Regions from separate parts of the Capsicum annuum genome. Here region 1 is linked to region 2. A link is a contact called in public Hi-C data. All regions are on one chromosome and are shown on one strand. Each heading gives the region's core, a stretch centred on a gene start, on an enhancer-like site or on the middle of the called end of the contact. The rest is flanking DNA. Distances are from core to core; before and after follow the strand shown.

Evidence for each region. Hi-C and Micro-C count contacts between places; a contact is called where the count stands out from the background.
Region 1: a Hi-C map of bud shows a contact between it and region 2, with 2.4 times the contacts expected there. The contact joins the promoter of LOC107839015 here to the enhancer-like site in region 2. A contact is called at or near these places in 2 of 5 Hi-C or Micro-C datasets (bud and leaf).

What each region holds. Positions count from the first base shown.
Region 1 is chr8:57,161,742-57,166,373 of UCD10Xv1.1, forward strand. It overlaps LOC107839015 (probable glycosyltransferase At3g07620), which reads left to right and starts at 3,175. Exons shown (of 5, transcript XM_047395683.1): 1 at 3,175-3,619; 2 at 4,375-4,632. The coding sequence starts at 4,416.
Region 2 is chr8:56,998,623-57,003,407 of UCD10Xv1.1, forward strand. No RefSeq gene overlaps it. Among protein-coding and RNA genes, the nearest start is that of LOC107839017, 51 kb to the right of the region's middle. Within about 2 kb of position 2,284, at least 5 of the 5 cell types and tissues checked have an H3K27ac peak or open chromatin away from gene starts, as enhancers often do. A contact at or near this core is called in bud and leaf, where this site is marked.

The DNA of each region.
Region 1 (4,632 bases), core at 1,925-4,424, 160 kb after region 2:
AACATTATCAAATAAATTACTCTTGCTTTTTATGCCATGAAAATATGTTATCATAAGAAGTTATGGTACATGAAGTTGTTAGGATTTTTGCCCTGATTTTCTTACCAAACTTAAGTTTTATTTTTCTTAGAAGAAAAATAAAAGTAATACCATAATTACTTTTACTTTTCCTGATAGGAAAATATAAAACTTTTCCTTATTTGGCAAACATCTTTCTTGGAGGAAAGGTTTTAGAATTCTATAAATAGAAGACCTCCTTCTCATACCATAACACAAATAGCATCCACAATGTAGTCTTTAAAGAGTCTTTGTTTAAGGGGAGATTTCTCCCAATAGATTTTATGTTTTTCAATATTATTTTTTCATATTAGGTCGTTTGACCAAATAATAGAAATAATATGTCTTTTTAGTATATTTTTATTTGTCGTCTGAATTATTACTATCTTGGTTTGCAATCTTTAAGCTTCCGCATGATGCCCTTTCGATTTCGAATCCAACAAGCGGTATCAGAGCTTATTTCAAAGGTCCAATGGTATGGTGAGATGAGATTAAACAGGTTCAAAGTGGTTTCAAAATCAAGCTGTAACCAGTTTGGCGATAATGACGATTTTATTTAGCTACATGTGGAGAAGAAGTTTTAAGCATATTTTAACAATCATGTTGCTGCATCTTTAAAAATAAAAATAAAATATTTATTTTTAACCCACTTTTAGCCATAATATTTTAAATCTTATTTTTAACTATGGCAAGCAACAGAGATGAAGATTATGTGAAGAACAAAAAATTTGCACGCGAAGAAGGTGGATCAAATTATGTCAAGAAAATCAAGCCAAAAGGAGAGATTTGTTAGGGTTTTTGCTCTTATTTTCTTACCAAACTTAAGTTTTATTTTTCTTAGAAGGAAAATAAAAATAATGCCATAATTACTTTTATTTTTCCTGATAGGAAAATATAAAACTTTTCCTTATTTAGCAAACCTTTTCTTGAAGGAAAGGTTTTAGAACTTTATAAAGACCCTTTTTCATACCATAACACAAATAACTTCCATAATGTAGTCTTTGTTTAGGGGAGATTTCTCCTAATAGATTTTAGATTTTTCAATATTAATTTTTCATATTAAGTCGTTTGACCAAATAATAGCAATAATATGTCTTTTTGGTATATTTTTATTTGTACTCTGAATTATTACTGTCTTGATTTGTAATCTTTAAGCTTCCGCATGACGCCCTTTTGATTTCGAATCCAACAGAAGTTTTCTCCAATTTGATGTAATAATGTGTGCCTTTTCTATTTTGATCCATAATAAATCCAGAATATTTACTTATTTGATCATACATTTAACACTGTATGCTTTTCGGTTCGTTCTTCTAGTTCCGCATTGCAATGTGAGGAAAAAAGGAAATGCTTAGCGCGCATGCATAAGTATTTCGTCCAGCAAAGAAAAATTGAAGAATATGTTGTTAGACCTCTTCCTCCTCTCAAGAATAACAACGTGAAGAGAGAGATGTTCTATTGCTAGTGTCTTAACAAACAAAAGTTGTGATAAAAGGACTCATCATCAGTTCGCACATACATTCTTCGAAACCATTCTTGACTCTGCTATTTGGACTTTGCATTCCTGTTTGGTTTATACATTTACTATTTGCTATAAAATTAATTATTAAATGTTTTGAATCGCCAGAAAATTATTTAATCATTTAAAACACTCGAAATTTTACCACGTCTCCTTCTAATGATGAAAGGATAAAGCAATTGTCTATGCTTGTTTGAAAAGAAAAAGAAGATGTTTTCTTTTATCAATGACTTGCACTAGTGCTCCAATTAGATGCACAATATTCTCAACTGTTGTTGTAGTAGAGTCCCCTTAGAAGTTAGACGATCTTGCTAATCATGAAAAATTTGAGAGAATTATATTTCTAATTAATTGCCAGAGATAGTTATATATATCGTTTATGTTTTCTTCTTTGCTGCCTCGCTACTGGTAATGTGTCCATTAAACAATGAATTCATTCATTTTTTTACTTTAATTTTGTTATGTTGAATTTTTGTTAATGATAAATTTAGTGAAGTGATTTTATTGATACAAAGCTTTAAGTTGAGTGATTTTACTGATACAAAATAAAGTTTAATGACTTTGCTAAATAAATTTTCAGTACGAAGTGACCTTTGAAATATTAACTCCTAGATGTTCATTCTCAAAGTTAAAGTAATTAATTGAAGGCCAAATTTAAGTGTTATTTATGTATTATGTCTTTTTCTTCATACGCCAGACTATGATTTACATGTTGCAAATTTCTATCAATTCGTCTGATTTAGATTTTAATTAAGCAATATTTTATATTTGATACAAATAATGGGATCATTTTGGCATCGTTAATACTTTGGGAGTAACATAGACTAGTTTATTAGAATGCAAAATATTATTTATGCATATTCAGTGAAATCACCGAGAACAACCCTAATAAATAATTTCAGATCACCCCTTTATGTAAGAATGAAATATCACTGTATTGAAACCGAATATGAAGAAAACAATTTAGGAAGGTTATTTTTTTTTTTATTTGAGTAAAATTTGGTTATAAGAGAATCAAATTATTGAGCTTGAAGTATGGATAGTGATGAATTGAGTGCAGACTCTTAGGTTTTTTGCCCTGATTTTCTTACCAAAATTAAGTTTTACTTTTTCTTGTAAGAAAAAAAAAAGTAATCATAAATACTTTTATTTTTTCCAAAAAGAAAAAAATATAATTTTTTTTCATATTTGGCTAACCTCTTTCTTGAAAGAAAGGTTTTGAACGTCTATAAATAGAAGACCTCCTTCTATTTATAATTATTTATTTTTGAAAATGAAAAACAGGTTTTAAAAAAATATTTTTTTCTAAAAAAAATCCATCAAGTTTAAATGTCCAGTTATGAAAAAAAGAGGCTAACTACTTTAATATTTCAAACGAAATAAAAATTCGAAATAACCAAATCGAATTTGTAAAAATCGAACCTAACCGAATTTATTTTAATTTGTTTATAAATATCATTTTTATCAATTTAAAAACTAATAAATTGAATCGAATCGATCGAATGTCCACCTCTATCTTTACGTGCAGCTTAGGCAATATGTTCAAAAACCTGTGGGTATATTTGTCCGAACACGTCACCTAACTAAAATTTTACTAGATTCATTAATCAAAGCCTACTCATATCCTACCCTGTTTTGCCTTTCCTTTTTCCACTTTACTGCTGTCATTAATGCAAAAAAGCAAAAGAAATAAAGAAGAAAGAGAAAAGGAAAATAACCATCTAAATAATATAGATACGCCATTAATCAGCTTATGAAGATTCCAAAACTTATAGATGTAATAAAAGAATCTTATTTTATTGTATATTGACGAATATACTACTACATAGTAATAAGATATTGTGCATATTTTTATAAGGTCTCATTTGGGTGTCAGATGTATGAAATGTTACAACTGGTGAACTCCATTCAAAACCAACTTCTCCAACGGATGAAGCTTCTCAATATGTTTATATTTTTATTTTTTTTGTTTCTTTTTGTTGAATTAACTAAGTAGCTAAAGGTGGCCTCAGCAGCTGAAGCAATTCTTTGTCGACTTTTGATCTGGTAAGTGAAGCCAAAAGCATTTTTGCACTTCATTTACTGGTTGTTTTTTTTGTGTAATAGTTAATTAATTTGACTTGCCTTTTCTTGTTTTGCGATTTGGGATGAAGCTGTTTTTTTTTATTTTGGTGTTTACTGTTTCTGTTTTGATAGTTATTGACTAAACAACTTTTTTATTTCTAAGTGTTTGTGTTTTTCTGGTGGATTAATTATTTAGTATCAAAGTGAAAATTATGATTCTGTTTTGGCTCTTGATGGTGAAAACATCAGCTTGAGCAAAGGGGTGGAGCCAGGTAGGGCCGAGGGGATCTGAAAACCCTTCGGAGGAAATTATATTATTTATACATGATTAAAATTATTTTTTATTTTTATATATAATATATGTTGAACCTCTGGATCAGCTTCTTCATGTGTTTACTTTTTCATATTTTAAACATTAGGTCAAGTTGAGAATTCTTCTTGTTAACTGGGTAAAACTGTTTGAAGGAATGGTGAGGTGTCAGTACGGAGTTGTGTTAGCTGTGGATGTAGACTAGGCTAAGGGACGGACTTCCTCTCTTCTATTTTCTTCACTTACACTTTACACTTCTCCCCCAGGTGCACCGCGATAAGGGGCAGTCAAAAATTGATTTTCTTTAATGTAATTCCCTCTTTGTACTGGTGGTGTTTTATTGTGTTACTCAAGTACCGAGTTTTTGTGAAATAGCTAGAAAAATACTATGTGGCAATACTGAATTTTGGATATGAAATTTATCCAGGGACAGTGCTGTGCTTTTTTCTCTCAGGGTGCTGCTCAAACATGAGGTCTGAAATTCGATATCATAATCTGTTTGAGACTGGACGAGTAGTATGGGTCTTGGGCGTGGTTTTTGCCGTTGCTTTGATGATTCAGTATTTTGGGTTCCCATATGGTTATGCCCTGTCTTCTTTGTTTACTGTCAATAGGGGTCCAATAAGCAGCTCGCAAAGAGTAGATCAACTTGGTAACTTCAATCGGTCAGAAATCCTGACACATG
Region 2 (4,785 bases), core at 1,034-3,533:
ATAAAAAATGCTCAAAAACATATATTTTAATATACTAACAGTTGTATTAATGCAGGAATTTTGACATGCTGAGGATATTATTAACCATGCGGGAAATATGCTAATGCAGAAACTTTAAGTTAACATGCTGAAAATTGTATTAAACATGTTAAAAAATGTTGTTAAACATGCTGGAAATCGTATTAAACATGCTGGAAGTTGTATTAAACATGCTGAAAATATTGTTAAACATGCTGGAAATGCAATAGGCTTAAATATAATGCTTAACATGCATAATATTAATTGTTAACGTGTTTATGAATATTGACATGCTAATAATATGTAAGAATTTAATAGGCAATATTCTATCATGCACATAACAACATGCTTGATATATTAATATTAGGACATGCTAAATGGGTTAATGCTTAATATGCTAAAACGCCTAATTCTAAGAAAAATTTAACGCTAACGTGTTTTGACAACATTTGTTATTATGCTAAAAATTCAACATGCTTAAGATACCTTAATATGCTCAAAACAAAATATGTTAAACACACAAGGACCGTGTTAGTATGCTTAAGATTAGACTCAATGCAATTTACTAAGGTAACATACTCGAATATATGAATATACCTAGTGTCGAATTAATATGTTCAATGTTAATTAATGCGATGTCACGATTATAGTTAGATTAAAAATAATTAATAAACCGTAGAACATGATTCAAGTATTAATAAATCCTAATTTTGTGACTAGATGATTCATGTAACACGTATTGCATATAACCCTAGGTTGTGCCTACCTATACCGTTCACAAAGCACGTAAATCCCCGCCCCCCCCCCCCAACCCCAAAGCAGTCCCCAAATTTATTATTACATCAATAACAATAGTGTTTATACAACATTACAAGCCAATATAAAGAGAATGAAACAAAGGGCGACTCTTCAAATCCCAACCTGTTAAACACAATAAAAACAGCATGGCAAATACAAAGAGACAAACAAGATTATTGTGACATGATTTCGTGGATAAAAATTAACCAAGCAATGACATAGGAAATAAAATATAGAACAATTCCTATGGACATGCTTTCTATCATCACTTAAGTGTAAATGAAAGTGCGATTACCAGTTGACGATAATAAGCAATAACAAGAAAACCAGATAGAGCAAAGTTCAAGCGAATTCCCACATAAGAATAAAGATCGATCAAAACCAATGATCCGAAAAATAAGTACAACTAAGAAAAGAAATAAGGTAAAACTTTTGTTGCTCCGAAAAATAAGTACAACTAAGAAAAGAAATAAGGTAAAACTTTTGTTTGCTTAAAGCTTTTTGTATCCGGGAGTGTATGTATTGTAAGTTGTAAGTTGTAAGTTGTAAGTTGTAAGTTGTTGTCCTTTTTTTTTCTTTTTCTCTTCTTTGAAGGAAGAGAAGGGTTGTTTATATAGTGGTTAGTCACAAAAGAAATATTTCGAAAATCGTTTAATCAATCAAGAGAATCAAATAATATCACAAATTATCAAGACTACCAAAAATAAAATAATTATAAAGTTGTCCTAATTAAAACATAGTAAGAAAATCAGTCAAATGGTAAAGAAAATATTTAGAAAAATCACTTAATATCAATTAGGCTTAAAACTAGTCAATTTTCCCCACAAATTAATGAATATACAATATATTAATCCTAACAATCTCATAATCACTAGTATGCTAAATTAAAAACAGAGACATGCTAAAATCAGTGAGCAAGCCATAACATATCTAAACTTGATTGAACTGATTAGCGAAGAATCCGCAAATCCGCGAGCAAATGGCATTCTTATCCTACTCATAAAACAACCTCAATCAAAGGAACTGAATAAAATAGCACTAGACATAGAATTTAGGGCTTTTTACATAGATGATCAATCACAATTTTTAGTAAAATATTTAATCAAACTAAGCTAATTTCAAACCACGAAATCTGTCAAGATTAAAGAAGTCGAAAAGGTTTTTCAAGACTAAAATGAATTAAGAGATTAAACCTGGGATGGGTTCTCAAGAACCCATCGATTTCCGGCAAAACTTAACCAGCGGCGAGGCGGCAGAAGGGTTCCCCGATGGTGTTGTTGATGGTGACTGGTTCGCCAGTGACGGAGAGAGAACGGAGCAGCGGTGGCGCTGTTTCGGCTGGAAAGGCGGCGGCTGTCGGCACCGGAGGCTGTGATGGCGCTGGTTCGCTGATTTCACCGGAGAGGACGGTGCCGGAGGCTGTTTGGTGGGTCGCCGTTGCTGTTGTAGCGGCTGGCGATGGGGAGATCGGAGACGGCGTTGTTGCTGTCGTCATTGGTGGAGGCGTCATGGTTGGTGCGGCGGCGGGAGCGGCGTTTGGTGGCTGTTTCGGCGTACTGATCGCGGTAGATATGACCGGTGATGGCGGCTTGAAGGTGGTGGTCTTCGCCGGCTTAGCGGCGGCAGCCATGGTTGCCTCCTTGTCGAGCAAGAGAGAGAAGGCGGAGAGAGAGAGAAGGCGGCTTTGGTTTAGGAAATTAGGGTTTGGATTCATTTGGTTTTTAATAAGGAAAGATGGTAGATTAAATATCAGCCGTTAGATCAATTTTGATCAACGGTTGAGATTTTGAGACTATGTGGAGTTAGAATGTGGCTAGAATCGTAAGAAAGTAGGCTAAGATTGTAATAGATTAAATAAGATATGCTAGAATTGCAAGAAATCAGATATTATTAGGTTAAACGGTAAATCAATTTAGGCAAAGATTTCAATTTAGGCCGTTAATTAAAAATAGTAAGTATAATATAACAATAAATAATAATAATAATAATAATAATAATAACACTGTTAGTAAATAATAATAATATAAATAAATAGTACTAAATAATGGAAAATGTATTTGCAAAAATGTGAGTGTGCACAATTACGTGAAAAAATAATTTAATAAATAAGATCACATAAAAATGTCGTAAAATATTATAAAAATGATACTAAAAGATAATGAAATAATTTATGCATTTTTTCTAAATCTACTTAGATCCCGGATTCCATTCCATTAAAGCATTCATTCCCTCCATGTAAAGGAAGAGTTCAACAGAAGTAATCTCTCTGACATTGGCTGTTCTTTCTACCTAAACTTGTGGCTTCTTTCTTCTATATCAGTAATATAGGTCAAAAGCGATCTTTAACTATGAATGTGACACGTAAATATGTATTTAATATAAGAATAATGTGTAAAAAATAATAATATTTAAAATTAAATAATTTTAAAAAAATAGCAGCCTACAATGAGTATCGGGAGGCAAAATTGGGTGTTAACAATAACCACTTCCAAAAATACTATAAAAGTCACTATCAAGTCTCATCATCACTTTCAGTTTTCTCCTCATATTTCTTTGACAACAACTACTTTCTCATCAGATATCTCAAGCTCAACTACAACTATCTTTTTCAAACTTATCTATCTTCGAGTATTTAGATTATTTTCAACTAATGTTTCCTCCATCAATTTCTTTGAACACAACCTGGTCCCATGGGTCTTGCCTTCCTTAGAGTGACATTTTACAGTAGTCAACATACTTCATTTGGACATCTTCCAAAACAAAGGCTTATCGTCATCACTATTCATACTCCCCTTTTCTTTAGTACCAGTGTTAGGTCAAGGACAGGGGCAACACTACAGTATCCTCCTCAACACCTTTAGGAGGATCACTTTGTCTCCTAGTAGACAAAGAAGCCGGTGTATTATCCCACTTAGGAGAGGTGGGAGAACCTATTTCACGAGGAGGCTCCTCACTCAGAGTGATCAATTTTGGATTATTATTTGCACGCTCGTTGCGAGAATATTTGAAAATATCCCCTTTTCATCTGAAAGATCTTCGTAAAACATGTGTTCATCTACAGTAATACGTTTGAAATTGCTCGGTAAAAATTTTAAGGAACTTGGTCTTGCAATGGAGATACTGATATGGGGGTTTTAGGAACAGATTGGTCTTATAGTTTAGGGATAGATTCCAAATCACGAAAGGATGGAGTATTCTTGTCACCCTTCTCTTGAGAGGGTAATGCTGAGTTCGGTTATCTAAGAGGTAAAAAAAACTAGCATTTTTGGTATGTGAATGGGGAATGAACTCAATTATGGCGAAGAGATTGTACAGGTTAGAAACATAAGGAGATAATTGTCACGACCCAAAAATCTAAGGGTCATGATGGCACTCGTCGTAGTGAACCTTAGCGAGTAAGTCCATCACCCAAACAGATACACAAAGGAAAAAAGGCAGAAATACCCCTAAGGTAGGGCTTTTAGAACGAAGCCGAACCACATAAGTATAGATAATGGAAAAAAAAAACATATCCAAAATCATACATTCCCAAAATTAGGTGTCAATAGTGTAAGAACTACTAATAAAAATCCTGAGTCAAATACATCAAGAATATCCACACAAGGTCAACATTTGTCTTCGAATACAAATAAAGACATAACTACTATAGAAAGATAGAGTTGAACTCTAGATGCATGAATGTCCAACTGCCATCTTCAGTAATCTGAAGGCGCTCAAAATCAACCAATCTGAGGCGCACTCGATCTAGGACCTGCACCAAAAGAGTGCAGTAGGTGTGAGTATGGTCTACTTGTACTCAATGGGTATCATTGACTGACCAAGCAAATTAGTAAATAAAGAGTATAAAATATACACTAAGGGCACGACACCTGCAATCAGAAAATGTTCCACAACGATAGCCCACACCGCTTGCACTAACAGTTCTACAGTATCTATACATAATATAACAACATACCAAATAAGGATACA